Regions from separate parts of the Sus scrofa genome. Here region 2 is linked to region 1. The links are chromatin contacts, called in public HiChIP or PLAC-seq maps. All regions are on one chromosome and are shown on one strand. The core of a region is the stretch at or near the end of the contact, and the rest is flanking DNA. Distances in the headings are between cores, read along the strand shown. Region 1 overlaps RABEP1 (rab GTPase-binding effector protein 1). Region 2 overlaps RABEP1 (rab GTPase-binding effector protein 1).

What was found. HiChIP or PLAC-seq counts read pairs in DNA pulled down with a chosen protein or histone mark.
Region 2: a contact with region 1 is called in an H3K27ac HiChIP or PLAC-seq map of alveolar macrophages. The contact joins two enhancer-like sites. A contact is called at or near these places in 2 of 47 Hi-C or Micro-C datasets (embryonic fibroblasts and spleen) and 2 of 2 datasets of contacts at active chromatin or transcription factors (alveolar macrophages and skeletal muscle).

The regions. Positions count from the first base shown.
Region 1 is chr12:51,635,306-51,641,816 of Sscrofa11.1, reverse strand. RABEP1 (rab GTPase-binding effector protein 1) reads left to right here. Exons shown (of 20, transcript XM_021067732.1): 9 at 868-1,046; 10 at 4,973-5,104. Among named protein-coding and RNA genes, the nearest start is that of NUP88, 76 kb to the right of the region's middle. Within about 2 kb of position 3,601, at least 2 of the 83 cell types and tissues checked have an H3K27ac peak or open chromatin away from gene starts, as enhancers often do. A contact at or near this core is called in alveolar macrophages, where this site is marked.
Region 2 is chr12:51,745,150-51,751,660 of Sscrofa11.1, reverse strand. The region is part of intron 2 of RABEP1 (rab GTPase-binding effector protein 1); the gene reads left to right. Among named protein-coding and RNA genes, the nearest start is that of SCIMP, 24 kb to the left of the region's middle. Within about 2 kb of position 2,375, at least 44 of the 83 cell types and tissues checked have an H3K27ac peak or open chromatin away from gene starts, as enhancers often do. A contact at or near this core is called in alveolar macrophages, where this site is marked.

The sequences.
Region 1 (6,511 bases), core at 2,352-4,851:
AATAAAGGGGGCCGATGAATGGCGGCAAGAGTAATGGGGGACTCCTTGTAGTTGTCTAAGTCCTACGTCTAAGGCAAGAGGCAGATGGTGGTGGGTCATGTCATGAGGAGGTAGCATTAGTGGCCTCTGTCACAGTGGAATCTGTGGGGGAGGACGAGTCAGAAGTAGGAGTTGTCTCGCAGGTTTCTGACTTGGGTGACTGGGTAGATGAGCAGATAGATGGTACCATCTACTCTGTTTTTTCCAAAGAAGGTGGCTGAGCCGATGGGTATCAGCAACACAAGTGTTTACAAAGATTCTTTGACCCATCCTGAGATCAAAACTACATGGGCTCAAGAAGGATTCCTGGGTAACAGACTGATGAGAATGTATTGAAGACAATTAGGAATGGTTACTATACTTTTGGCCTTTAGAGCAGCATTTCCTAAGGTGTATTCCCTAGGTCATCTGTTATGTGAGTAATGCTGCAGAAAGGATTTTTTTGTCAAATAAATTTGGGAGGTATATTGTGTTACATATCAGCTTAAAAGAGAACATAGACATACTTAAGACCCTGAGTTCAAAGTCCAGCAGTAAAGAAATCTTTCAAAAAGAAAAGTTTTTAGCCCAAGATTTCTAAAATGTACTGAGCGCAGAAATGTTTTTTCCCCGCTCGTTCCCCTTCCTACAAGCATGCTTTGAGAGACTCTCTTTAGAGAGGTGGTGAGGAGACAGTTGCCTTGTTGTTCGGCAGGTTGCCCCTGGGTTCTTGTTAGAGGCAGAATCCCAGACTGATGGACATTGGCCAGGCCTGGCCTAATAGTTCTATGTTAAAGAAATTGCCTACCATTAAAATTCAGTGTTTTTGACTGGGGGACTCCTAAACAGTTTGCCATCTCTTGGAGCAAGAGCGACAACAACACAACCAGTTGAAACACACGTGGCAGAAGGCCAATGACCAGTTCCTGGAATCTCAGCGTTTGCTGATGAGGGACATGCAGCGAATGGAAATTGTGCTCACTTCAGAACAGCTCCGACAAGTTGAAGAACTGAAGAAAAAAGATCAGGTGACTGGCAGTCCTGTAGGATTATTTGCTTTGTTAAAACCCACCCCCTCCATGATTGCATTGCTTTATGTATATTACAGATTGACTTCAGTCTGAAACAAAGTGATATACTTCATTTCAAAAAACAATAACTGCATTTGAGGGATTTTGTTTTTGAATTTTAGAAATGGCCTTGTCTGGGGGTGGGGGTGGGGGACTGATTTAGAAACGATCCCGTTTGGTCTGCAGGGTGTAACAGTGCATATTCCCGAGAAAATCTTTCTCTGCAGTTCTGTCCAGTTCTCCTAGGGCTCCTGAATTGTGTTTATCCAGGCTTCATCTTTCATGACTTTGCTCTAAAAGCCTCATTAGAAGGTGATGAGTGGGGGATTTTCTGTTGTGGCGCAGCGGAAATGATTCTGACTAGGAACCTTGAGGTTGCGGATTCGATCCCTAGCCTCGCACCATGGGTTAAGGATCCAGTGTTGCTGTGAGCTGGGGTGTAGGTTGCAGACACGGCTTGGATCTGCTGTGGCTGTGGCTGTGGCGTAGGCTGGCAGCTACAGCTCCAATTGGACCCCTAGCCTGGGAACCTCCATATGCTGCAGGTGCGGCCCTAAAAAGCAAAAAAAAAAAAAAAAAAAAGGTGATGGGTGGGGGTGAAGAGGCTGAGTGATAAGAAAAGGCAGATGTCTAGGGTGCCCTGTATCTAGGATCCTGTTTTCTCCTTATCTATAAAAAACTATTCACTACACGAGTAACATGTAAGTACATTCTCATGTTTATGATATTCTGTTTTGAATACAAAGTGAAAGGTATTCCCTGATGGCTAGGTGGGTTAAGGGTCTGGCATTGTCACTGCCATGGCTCCAGTTGCTGCTGTGGTGCATGTTTGATCCTTGGCCCAGGAACTTCCACATGTTGTGGGCATGGCCACGAAGTAACAAAAACCCAAAGTAAAAGAAATGAAGTGATAATGTGAAAAATCTCCCTTGACATCATCTCATATATCTCCCTTCACAGAAGTAACCAGTTTTTTTTTTCTTACGGCTGAACCCACAGCATATGGAAGTTCCCAGGCCAGGGACCAAATCCAAGCTGCAGCTGCCACCTGTGCCACAGCTGTGGCAACACTGTTTAACCCACTGTGCTGGGGTGGGGATTGAACCTGCACCTCCACAGTGACCTGAGCTGCTGCAGTTACATTCTTTTTTCTTTCTTTCTTTCTTTTTTTTTTCTTCCCTGTCTGTTTAGGGCCATTCCTGCCACATATGGAAGTTCCCAAGCTAGGGGTTGAATCAGAGCTATAGCTGCTGGCCTATGCCACAGCAGCCCTGGATCTGAGCTGCATCTGTGACCTACACCATGGCTCGAGGCAACACTGGATCCTTAACCCACTGATCCAGGCCAGGGATTGAACCCGTATCCTCATGGATACTAATCGGGTTCTTAACCCAGTGAACCACAACTGGAACTCCTGCAGTTGGACTCAACCCACTGCACCCCAGCAGGAACTCTTCAGAAGTAACCTCTTATTGTAATCAGAAATAATTAGTTCAGAAGGTGGTCTTCCAGACCATTTCTGTGTGTTTTTAAGTGTATATTTGGTGGGGGGTTTTTTGTTTGTTTGTTTGTTTCAAACAACTGGTATCAGAGTATAAGTATTTATTCTATAACTTATTTTTCTCATAAGCATCATCTTGGCTCTGTTTTCACATCAGAGATCTGTCTCATTCTTGTTAACTGGTAGCATGAATGTACGATAATTAATTCTTCTCCTTCTAGTGGGCATCCAGATGGTTTCTTTCTTTTTGTCATTTCTAACAGTGTTGCAGTTAACATCCTATACTATGTTATGTGTGCAAATATTTCCTTAGAATAGCTATGCAGGTATTACAAGAAGTATTTTAGATTACCTTGTATAACTTACATTCGATTTTGTTTTTCAGGAGTTCCCATTGTGGCGCAGTGGAAACGAACCTGACTAGTATCCATGAGGTTGCAGGTTCGATCCCTGGCCTTGCTCAGTGGGTTAAGGATCCAGTGTTGCCGTGAGCTGTGGTGTAGGTCGCAGACACAGCTCGGATCCCCTGTTGCTGTGGCTGTCGTGTAGGCTGGCACCTGCAGCTGTGATTTGACCCCTAGCCTGGGAACTTCCATTTGCTGCACCTGTGGCCCTAAAAAGACCAAAAAAAAAGAAAGAATGGATAAGTAATGAGGGCCTTTGTTTTTCAGAAGTTTCTTCCTTTTCAAATTTCCTTTCTGTCTCTTAGTTTTGCCTCATTCATCTTGTACAGACACAGTCAGGCTGATTCTAAAGTAAGATAGAACCATCCTCTTCCTGCTGCCCATTTAAAACAGTTTAAACTGCAAAACTGGTCATTTAAGGCCTGTGTGCCAGCATTGTGCTAAGGCTTTATATGTAAAGCTTTATCTCATGTGTTTCTCAAAAAAGAGAACCACACGAGAAGACTTTCCAAATGAGCTGGGCGTATCTGAGGGTTGACCAGTCTCTGATTGCAGATGCTGACACTGAACCACCACCTCCTGCTCCATGTTCCTCACTGCTCATGTGCCTGCCCTCTTTTTAGTCACATGAGATGATTCAGTATTTCCTGATATGCCTGCTCTTCTGGGCCCCTGTCCCTTGGTACGTGCTTCCTTTCTCCCTCCGGGACCATTGCTTGTCTCCTCTCATGCAGTTGGCAGATTCATCTTATTGATTCTTAGAGATCCAGCCGAAGTGTTATCTTCTTTGGGAGCCTCCTTTCTAGCTCCCTCAGATGAAATCTTCTTCCTCCTGTAGAACCTTGTTTATGCTTGTGTAGTAGTGTGATTGTGTTTTTGTCTCTTCCCCTGGACTGATTTGGGGGCATGAGCATGGAAGGTATCTTTCACTGTTGTTGAGTGAATTATTTTTGTTTGTTTGTTTGTTTATTGTCTTTTTAGGGCCTCACCTGTGGCATATGGAGGCTAGGGGTTGAATCGGAGCTGTAGCTGCCAGCCTCCACCACAGCCACAGCAACTCAGGATCAGAAACGCGTGTGTGACCTACACTACTGCTCACGGCAATACCAGATCCTAAACCCACTCAGCAAGGTCAGGGATTGAACACGCATCCTTATGCATACTAGTCAGATTCGTTTCTGCTGAGCCACGATGGGAACTCCTGTTGAGTGAATTATTACATCAGCTTCAATCATTCCTTTGTATTTCATATCTGTACATGTTTCAAATGGATGTGTAATGCCCTAACTTTTTCCTGGTTTTTTTTTTTTTTTTTTTTTTTTTTGTCTTTTGTTGTTGTTGTTATTGTTGTTGTTGTTGTTGCTATCTCCTGGGCCGCTCCCGCGGCATATGGAGGTTCCCAGGCCAGGGGTTGAATCGGAGCTGTAGCCACCGGCCTACGCCAGAGCCACAGCAACACGGGATCCGAGCCGCGTCTGCAACCTACACCACAGCTCATGGCAACACCGCCGGATCGTCAACCCACTGAGCAAGGGCAGGGACTGAACCCGCAACCTCATGGTTCCTAGTCGGATTCGTTAACCACTGCACCACGACGGGAACTCCTTTCCTGTTTGTTTTTGACAATAACCTGAAGGAACATTCTATGTAAATTTTCTTTCTCGGATCACTTGAAGAAGGAAAGGTGATTTAAAGGGGAGATGATTTGCTTTCTTGTTTTGCCTTCACATGATAATACTTTTATTGGAAACTTTTTCTGATTTTTTTCTACACCAGGATTCATACTTTTTTCTATAGTATTAAAACATTTTATTATAATTAGTTGTCTTTAGATGTGATTATGAAACAAATAATCATGTGTCCACTTTTTGCTTATCATAAAGCTCTGTTCTTTTTATTTTGAGTGGTTAAAGAATTATGTGAATTATTAAATATGGATTACCTGGATAATATATATTTTTTTTATTCCTAACTTTTAGGAGGAAGATGAGCAACAAAGACTTAATAAGAGGAAAGATCACAACAAAACAGATGTTGAGGAAGAAGTAAAAATACCAGTAGTGTGTGCTTTAACTCATGAAGAATCTTCAGCGCAATTATCAAATGAGGAGGTATAATGAATCTATAAAATTAAAATCATTGTATACACAGTGTTACCATTTTTTAGCTTCTCATATATCAGTCAGTTACGTTGTTCATATGGAAGGTGCATAATAGCTGCTACCTGAAAATTAGGTAAAATAATATTTTCTAATGTTTTTACAGTATTATACGTGGTACCATTTGAAACATTCATTTTATCTCATGGTCTGTGAAACAGTTAGATGTTCTTCTTACTAGTGGTTCCAAAATTAAAACTGTAGAAGAAAATTTATTTATTTATTTATTTTTGTCTTTTTAGGGCCACACCCGCGGCATATGGAGGTTCCCAGGCTAAGGGTCCAGTCGGAGCTGTAGCTGCCAGCCTGCACCACAGCCACAGCAACGCAGGATCCAAGCGGCATCTCTGACCCACCTCACAGCTCACAGCGGGATCCTCAACCCACTGAGCGAGGCCAGGGATGGAACCCAAAACCCCATAGTCCCTAGTCGTACTCATTTCCACTGTGGCATGACGAGAACTCCTGTAGAAGAAAATTAAGTAATATTTGCAAATTCTTTTTGGTTATGAATAAATGTTGCTAATACTTTGTGCTTTTGTTTAAAAGAGATTATCTAAAGAAGTGAAATAATTCTCTAGCGTTTTTGTTTCGTTTCCTTTTTCGGAAAAAAACCCACAGCATATGGAAGTTCCCAGGCCAGGGATGGAATCTGAGCTGCCTCTTCGGCCTCTGCCACAGCTGTGGCAGTGCTAGATCCTTAACCCACTGCACCACACTGGGAACTCCACTCTAGCATATTTTTGAATATTAGCAAGTATTAGGTCTTAAGCTCTGTGAACAGTGTGGGGCTTGGGCAGGTTGTGGAGAGTAGAACATCTCAGGTAGTGAGGATGGGTAAAGTAGGGGGACCTGGAGGTGGTAAGTGGTGTTTCTCTGGCCTCATCCCCTGTCACCCACAATGTGGCCAGCCCCTCCTCAGTACGTTTCCTCCTTCAGCTGTCCCGCCCATTCTACTGCGCTGCCAGCATTACTGTCGGATTAATTTTTCTTTTATTTTTCTTTTCATTTATTTATTTTATTTATTTATTTATTTATTTATTTATTTATTTAGTCTTTTTGCCATTTCTTGGGCCACTCCTGCGGCATATGGAGTTTCCCAGGCTAGGGGTCGAATCAGAGCTGTAGCCGCCAGCCTACACCAGAGCCACAGCAACGCAGGATCTGAGCCACGTCTTCGACCTACACCACAGCTCACGGCAATGCCCGATCCTTAACCCACTGAGCAAGGCCAGGGCTCGAACCCGCAACCTCATGGTTCCTAGTCAGATTCGTTGATCACTGAGCCACAACGGGAACTCCAGATTCATTTTTCTTAACTGCAGCTGTTGTCAGGCTACCCCACTACTCAAAACCACC
Region 2 (6,511 bases), core at 1,126-3,625, 110 kb before region 1:
TGCAAACTGCTCCACAGCGCCAGAGCGAGTACTGGAAGTTTTGAGGGAGTGGGAAGGGGAGAACTGGGAAGAAGGGATGACGAGAGGCCATGGGGAAATTTGGGGGGTGATAAACAGGGGCACAACTTGGTGGCGTTGGTTTCCGGGGTATGTGTGTATTTGAGTACGTGTCAGCACTTACCGCGTGGGACACACTAAATATGTACAGTTTCTTTTATTTTATGTCACTAATACCTCAGGAAAGCTGTTGGTAAAAAAAAGTCTGGTGGGAAGCCTAGATGTCAGACATGGAGGACTTTGGGGCTTTTTATTTATTTTTTTATTTTGTTCTTTTTCTTGCCACTGCAAGCAGCTGCTTGATGTGGGATCTCAGTTCCCAGACCAGAGATTGAACCCGGGCTGTGGTGTGAAAGTGCCGAGTCCTAACCACTAGACCACCAGGGAGCTCCCTATGACTTTGAAAGCCAGACTGAGGGGCATGGGTGACCCTGATGTGAGGGGCAGCACTGGGTGCTTGTGGCAACACTAGTACATGTTTTAGCTGTGCCCAGGGAATGTGGAAGTTCCCAGGCCAGGGATCGAACCCATGCCACAGCAGCAACCCGAACCATGGCAGAAAACACCAGATCCTTAACCCACTGAGCCACCAGGGAACTCCAGTGTCAACCATTTTTATTTCCAGGCAATGACGACATTGTGCAGTCAGTGTCACCAAAGGGGACTTCCCAGAGAACGGTGTGTCCACCAGATCTAAACGTACTTGACTATCTAGAAAACTACATATTTTCAGTGACAATGGATCCCTCTGCTATGTTTTCCTTGTATTTATTTGGCTGTGGGAAGCCAACTGTTTTGGGCAGCGTCTGGAATAGCCTGGAGGGGCAAGGCCAGAGCAAGAGATCCTTGCAACACGCCCTCCAGGGGGGTGGGGATGGATTCTAGAGATGAAAGGAAGGAAAAGCAACCGGCTCAATGGTGATTTAGGGCCCATCCCTGGCTCCCAGGGCAGTCATTTAATAAACCAAATCTGAGGCAAGAAAGGCCTTTGGGGATTGGAAAAAAAAAAAAAAATCCTTCATGGGAGTTCCCGCTATGACTCAGCGGTAACGAATCTGAGTAGTATCCATGAGGATGCGGGTTCGATCCCTGGCCTCGGCTCAGTGGGTTAAGAATCTGGCATTGTGAAGAGCTGAAGTGTAGGTCGCAGACATGGCTCAGATCTTGTGTGGCTGTGGCTGTGGTGTAGGCTGGCAGTTGTAGCTCTGATTTGACCCCTAGCCTGGGAACGTCCATATGCCACAGGTGCAGCCCTAAAAAAAAAAAAAAAATCCTGCATGTGTGCTTCTTTCTCATTTCTCCCTTGTGGATGGGATCAGCTGACCGCAGCTTTCACTGCTGACTGCGGCTGGGCGTTACTGCCTGTCAGAGAGCTACTCACTCAGCCACAGCTCACCCGGCAGGAAGGGGCCCAAGATCCTGCCCCCGACCAGCCTCCGGGGCAGGGAAGGGGCCAGAAGAGCTGAGCCATTCTTCCTTCTAATCTCCCAGGCACCACCTCCCCCAGCCCCAAGCCAGGCACTGATTCCCCTCAAGTCCCAGATCTCCTTGAGTCTGACCTCCATCTCTCCAGCTTTCCTGTAAGCTGTGCGTTTTCACCCCTGCCCTTGGTCTTGCCTAAATGAGCCTGGAGTCAATGCCCAGGCTTCCTGCCCCGTTCCTCACTACCCCTGGTCCCACCTCAGTTTACTCCCGAAATACCACAGCTGCCACTGTGCCCTGATTAATGGAGGACCCCATCAGGTGACAGACATCTAAATATAACTGTGGCTGGCTGCCTGGCTGGCTGACTTCCTGTGTGTGTTCAGGGCAAAAGACCAGGACATGCGCCTTCCCCACGCGTGCAGATCCAGACCCTAGCTGCACAGAGGGCGCTTGGAGCCCAAGTTTGCAATCTGATGACAGGGAGAGAGAGCGCATGAGTGTGTGTAGAAGACAGCATGGTCCAGCGAAAAGAGGAGGGCCAAACCCAAAGCGACAGGCAAGATTAAGAGCCTTGCAGAGTGACTCACATCCCTTAGGGATGGATTCCTGCAAGTTTCGCCCTCCCCAGAAGGAATCTGCAGGGAGCCTTTGCTTGACATCCTAATGAGAAACCTGTGCCTGAACGCCCTGCCCAAACCAAGAGTTTCATTCTTTCTTCCAGTCATCCCTGCAGCCTCTACATGGAAGCCCTGGCTATAGACCCACTTCCTACTTTCAAGGAGTGGAGAGCAAAACACAGAGCCAGAAGTTGCTGACGCTCTGATAGGGGCCCTAAGGAGCTGGTCTTCAGCTCAGACCAGGGAGGTGATGAGTCAGGGAAGGTTTGCTGGAAGAGATCCTGTCTAGACTCAAGTTGAAAGGGTTAGAAGGAATAAATCTAGACAGACCGGCAGGTGAGACCAATGGCCTTGAAGATACTTTCAAGGAACTCGAAGTAGTTTGGCTCCTGGGCACTTGGTGAGATGGGCTAGAGGATGGGGACGAGGTGAGGCAAGGCTGGACACTGTTCTTGAAGGCCTTGTACATCTGGCTGAGAAACGGGGGTTGTATCCAGCTCGCAGCGGGGGGCCACTGACGGTCTTAGGCCTGTTGGAAGATCACTCAGCGGCAGAGGGGGATGGAGGTAAGCAGGGTGGGATGTGGGGAAATCAGCAAGGAGGGGAGGCAGGCATCCCAGGGGGTCAGAGGCCAGGCCTGAGCTGGGCACTTGGCGCGAGAGGAAGAGGAGACAGCCTGAGGGAGTTCCCCGGTGGGAACTTGGCGCCTTCACTACTGCAGCCCAGGTTCAGTGTCGCAGGCGAGGGTGGGGGTGGGGGGGAGTTTGATGCTCCACCATCAGATATTTTTGCACACATAGTTTTTGAGCACCTGCCCTGGGTTCGATGGTGTGCTGGCGGAGTAGGATCCACTGGGAGATTTGCTCTCAGCAAATGATCTCCAGACTTAGGTGATTCTACTATTGACAACAACACGCTTTTGAGCACACGCTACCAGTTATTCCTATTATTACTATGGCTCGTAATTACTCACTTACCATTATTTTCTCAGAACAGACTCAGGGTCAAAGGCAACATGAATGATCATGGGTAGAAGCATGTATTTCAGGAGTTCCCGTCGTGGCGCAGTAGAAACCAAGCCGACTAGGAACCCTGAGGTTGCAGGTTCGATCCCTGGCCTTGCTCAGTGGGTTAAGGATCCGGCGTTGCTGTGGGCTGTGATGTAGATCGCAGATGTGGCTCCGATCCCGCGTTGCTGTGGCTGTGGTGTAGGCTGGCGGCTACAGCTCCGATTCGACCCCTAGCCTGGGAACCTCCATGTGCCACGGGAGCGGCCCTAAAAAGACCAAAAAACAAACAAAAAAAGCATGTAGTTCAAACATTCTTTTTGATCATTTCTCTCTCTTGTTCTCTTGCTGATTTGTCAGATCTAATTAGTGCGTCAATGTCTTCTTATCATAACCTGGCTGTAGAAGGACTTCCACCAGGAGAGGCTCCGGCTTTACTACTTCCTTGTTTGGGGCTTGAAGTGGCTTTAATAATTTTTCTTCAATCTGTGTATCTTTGCAAGGCACGTGTCCAGTCATGGAGGGCTGGTTAAGAGTAAACTGGATAGTAGACTCAGAAAAGATGTTTCTCTGGGCCCTCTTAAACTGGAACACATCGCAACAGGCTAAAAGCAAGGATTGCAGTTGCCACTGTGCCCCCGCCCCCTCACCCCCCAGCAGCTGCAGGTGGGCCTCCCCGATTCTATCAGGACACCTGGTACATCCTGCCCGACTTGTGGGGTCGGAAATCTACACACCAGGAGGCCAGTGCCAGGCTGCGTGGTATGTTGGCCACGTGTGATGTATTTCAAACTTTTTAGGTTTGATTCAAAGATACATTCGGGCAGATCAGCTTGGAGATCCCTGGAGAGGGAAGCCAGGTCCATGGCAACTGCTCTGTCTTATTTCAGAAGCGGAGAAAGCTCTGATGAGCCCACAGGAAGCATCCAGTCCCTCCAGGGATCCTTGATTCTCCTGCCTACAACCCTCCAGTGGCTTCTCACTGCATTGAGAAAATACCCACATCCCTCACTGTGGCCCTCAAGTAAGAGGAACTGTATCATTGGTTGTTCAGACCCAAACACTGGGAGGTCCCTGGCGGCTCAGCAGGTTGGGGACCCAGCATTTGTCACTGCAGTGGCACGGGTTCGATTCCTGGCCTGGGAACTTCTGCATGCCTCAAAAAAAAAAGGGGGGGGGGAGTTCCTATCATGGCTCAGTGGTTAGCAAATCTGACTGGCATCCATGAGGACGCAGGTTCAATCCCTGGCCTCGATCAGTAGGTTAAGGATATGGCATTGCCATGAGCTCTGGTGTAGGTCACAGACGCAGCTCGCGTCCCGTGTTGCTGTGGCTGTGGCTGTGGTGTAGGCTGGCAGCTACAACTCTCTGATTAGACCCCTCACCTGGGAACCTCCATATGCTATGGGTGCAGCCCTAAAAAAAAAAGCAAACAAACCAACCCACCCAAATACTGTTCAAAGTGAAAAAGGCAGAACAAACTTTAAAAGGGCCAGGCAATAGGAATAAACCGGTCAAGTGCCTGGAAAACTGAGATGAAGGGCCACTCTGTAGCGTGATGCCAAGCTCTCCAGTCTCATGGCCCCAGCTTCCCCCTCCTTTGCAAAGCTCCAGTCACACATGTCTTCTTTCTGGTCCTGTCTTCTTTTCAGGGTCTTCACACTTGTTGGTCCCTCCAGCTTTTCACAGGGCTGAGTCCTCCTCCTCATTCCATTCTCAGTTCAAATATCACCTCCTCAGGGAAAATTTCCCCAGCACCCTATCTAAGTAGCATCCACACCCCTCTCCAGGCTCCCACGGTATCATGCTGCTGTTTTGGCTGCACCTGGGGCATGTGGAAGTTCTTTGACCAAGGGTGGAACCCATGTCGCAGCAGTGATCCACGCCATAACAGTGACAATGCCAGATCCTTAACTGCTAGGTCACTAAGGAACACCTCCAACAAGTGCTATTTTTTAAAAAAAACATCATGAGGAGGAGCTCCCTGGTGGCCTATGGGTGAAGACCCAGCATTGTCACTTCTGTGGCATGGGTTGCATCTCTGGCCCAGATGGGCGTGACCAAAAAAAAAAAATGCTCTTGTCATTGTGTGAAATTGCCTTTTAAGTTGTTTATTTGCTTGTATATCGCATCTTCTCCCATAAGCAGCAGGCTCCACGAGAGCCCGAACATTGTCTCTTTCGTGGGAGTATCCTTCGTACCCAAACAGAGCTTGGTGGGCAGTAGTCACTCTTTAAATATTGGATTGATGGATGAATGAATGGATATGTGACATAAAAACATTCCTGGAGGGTTCCGTGGTGGTGCGGTGGGTTAAGGATCTGGTGTTGTCACAGCTGTGGCTCGAGTCACTGCTGGGGGTGGGGTGATCCCTGGTCTGGGAACTTCTGCATACCAGCAGGCCTGGCCAAAACCAAACCAAACCAAAACATCCATGGGGCTTCGGTGACTTGGCCAAGGTAACACCTACCCAGTGAGGGCAGATCTAAGGCTCATGCTAAGCCATTTTCCTTCTGTTACTCTGCCCTGCCGTTCCACCGCAGGGTACTTGGAGCCCAGCACGGACAGACACACGGCCCTGGAACAGAAATGAAGCAATTGGGAAGGAAGCCGGTCTGGGGAAGTGAGCCACTTGCTCATTTCTGCAGACTTGCCTTTCTGGTCTTGGCGTTTGGAACACTCTTCCTTGCCTTCACCTGCCTAACTTCTACTCACCTTTTAAGATGGAGCTCAATTTAGTTGAACTGCAGACTACAACACAAATTTATAAAGACTGGAAGCCATATGGAAAATATTGACCAGCTTGACTAAATAACAATTACTGAAAAACAAAATACTAAAAAACAAAATCTTCCATACTGGGATAGACTTTACGACATTAAAAGAAAAGCAGGGAGTTCCCGTCGTGGCGCAGTGGTTAACGAATCCGACTAGGAACCATGAGGTTGCGGGATCGGTCCCTGCCCTTGCTCAGTGGGTTAACGATCCGGTGTTGCCGTGAGCTGTGGTGTAGGTTGCAGACGCGGCTCGGATCCCACGTTGCTGTGGCTCTGGTGTAGGCCAGTGGCTCCAGCTCCGATTCGACCCCTAGCCTGGGAACCTCCATATGCCGCGGGAGTGGCCCAAAGAAATAGCAAAAAGACAAAAAAAAAAAAAAAAAAGGAAAGCAGGCATCTCGGAGAAAGAATTTGTAGCACAGAAAACAGACACAGATGAGTTCCGGTCAAGGCTCAGCACTACTGAGCCTGACTTGTATCCATGAGAATGCGGGTTCGATCCCTGGACTCGCTCAGTGGGTTAAGAATCTGGCATTGGAGTTCCCGTCGTGGCGCAGTGGTTAAGAATCCGACTAGGAACCATGAGGTTGCGGGTTCGGTCCCTGCCCTTGCTCAGTGGGTTAACGAT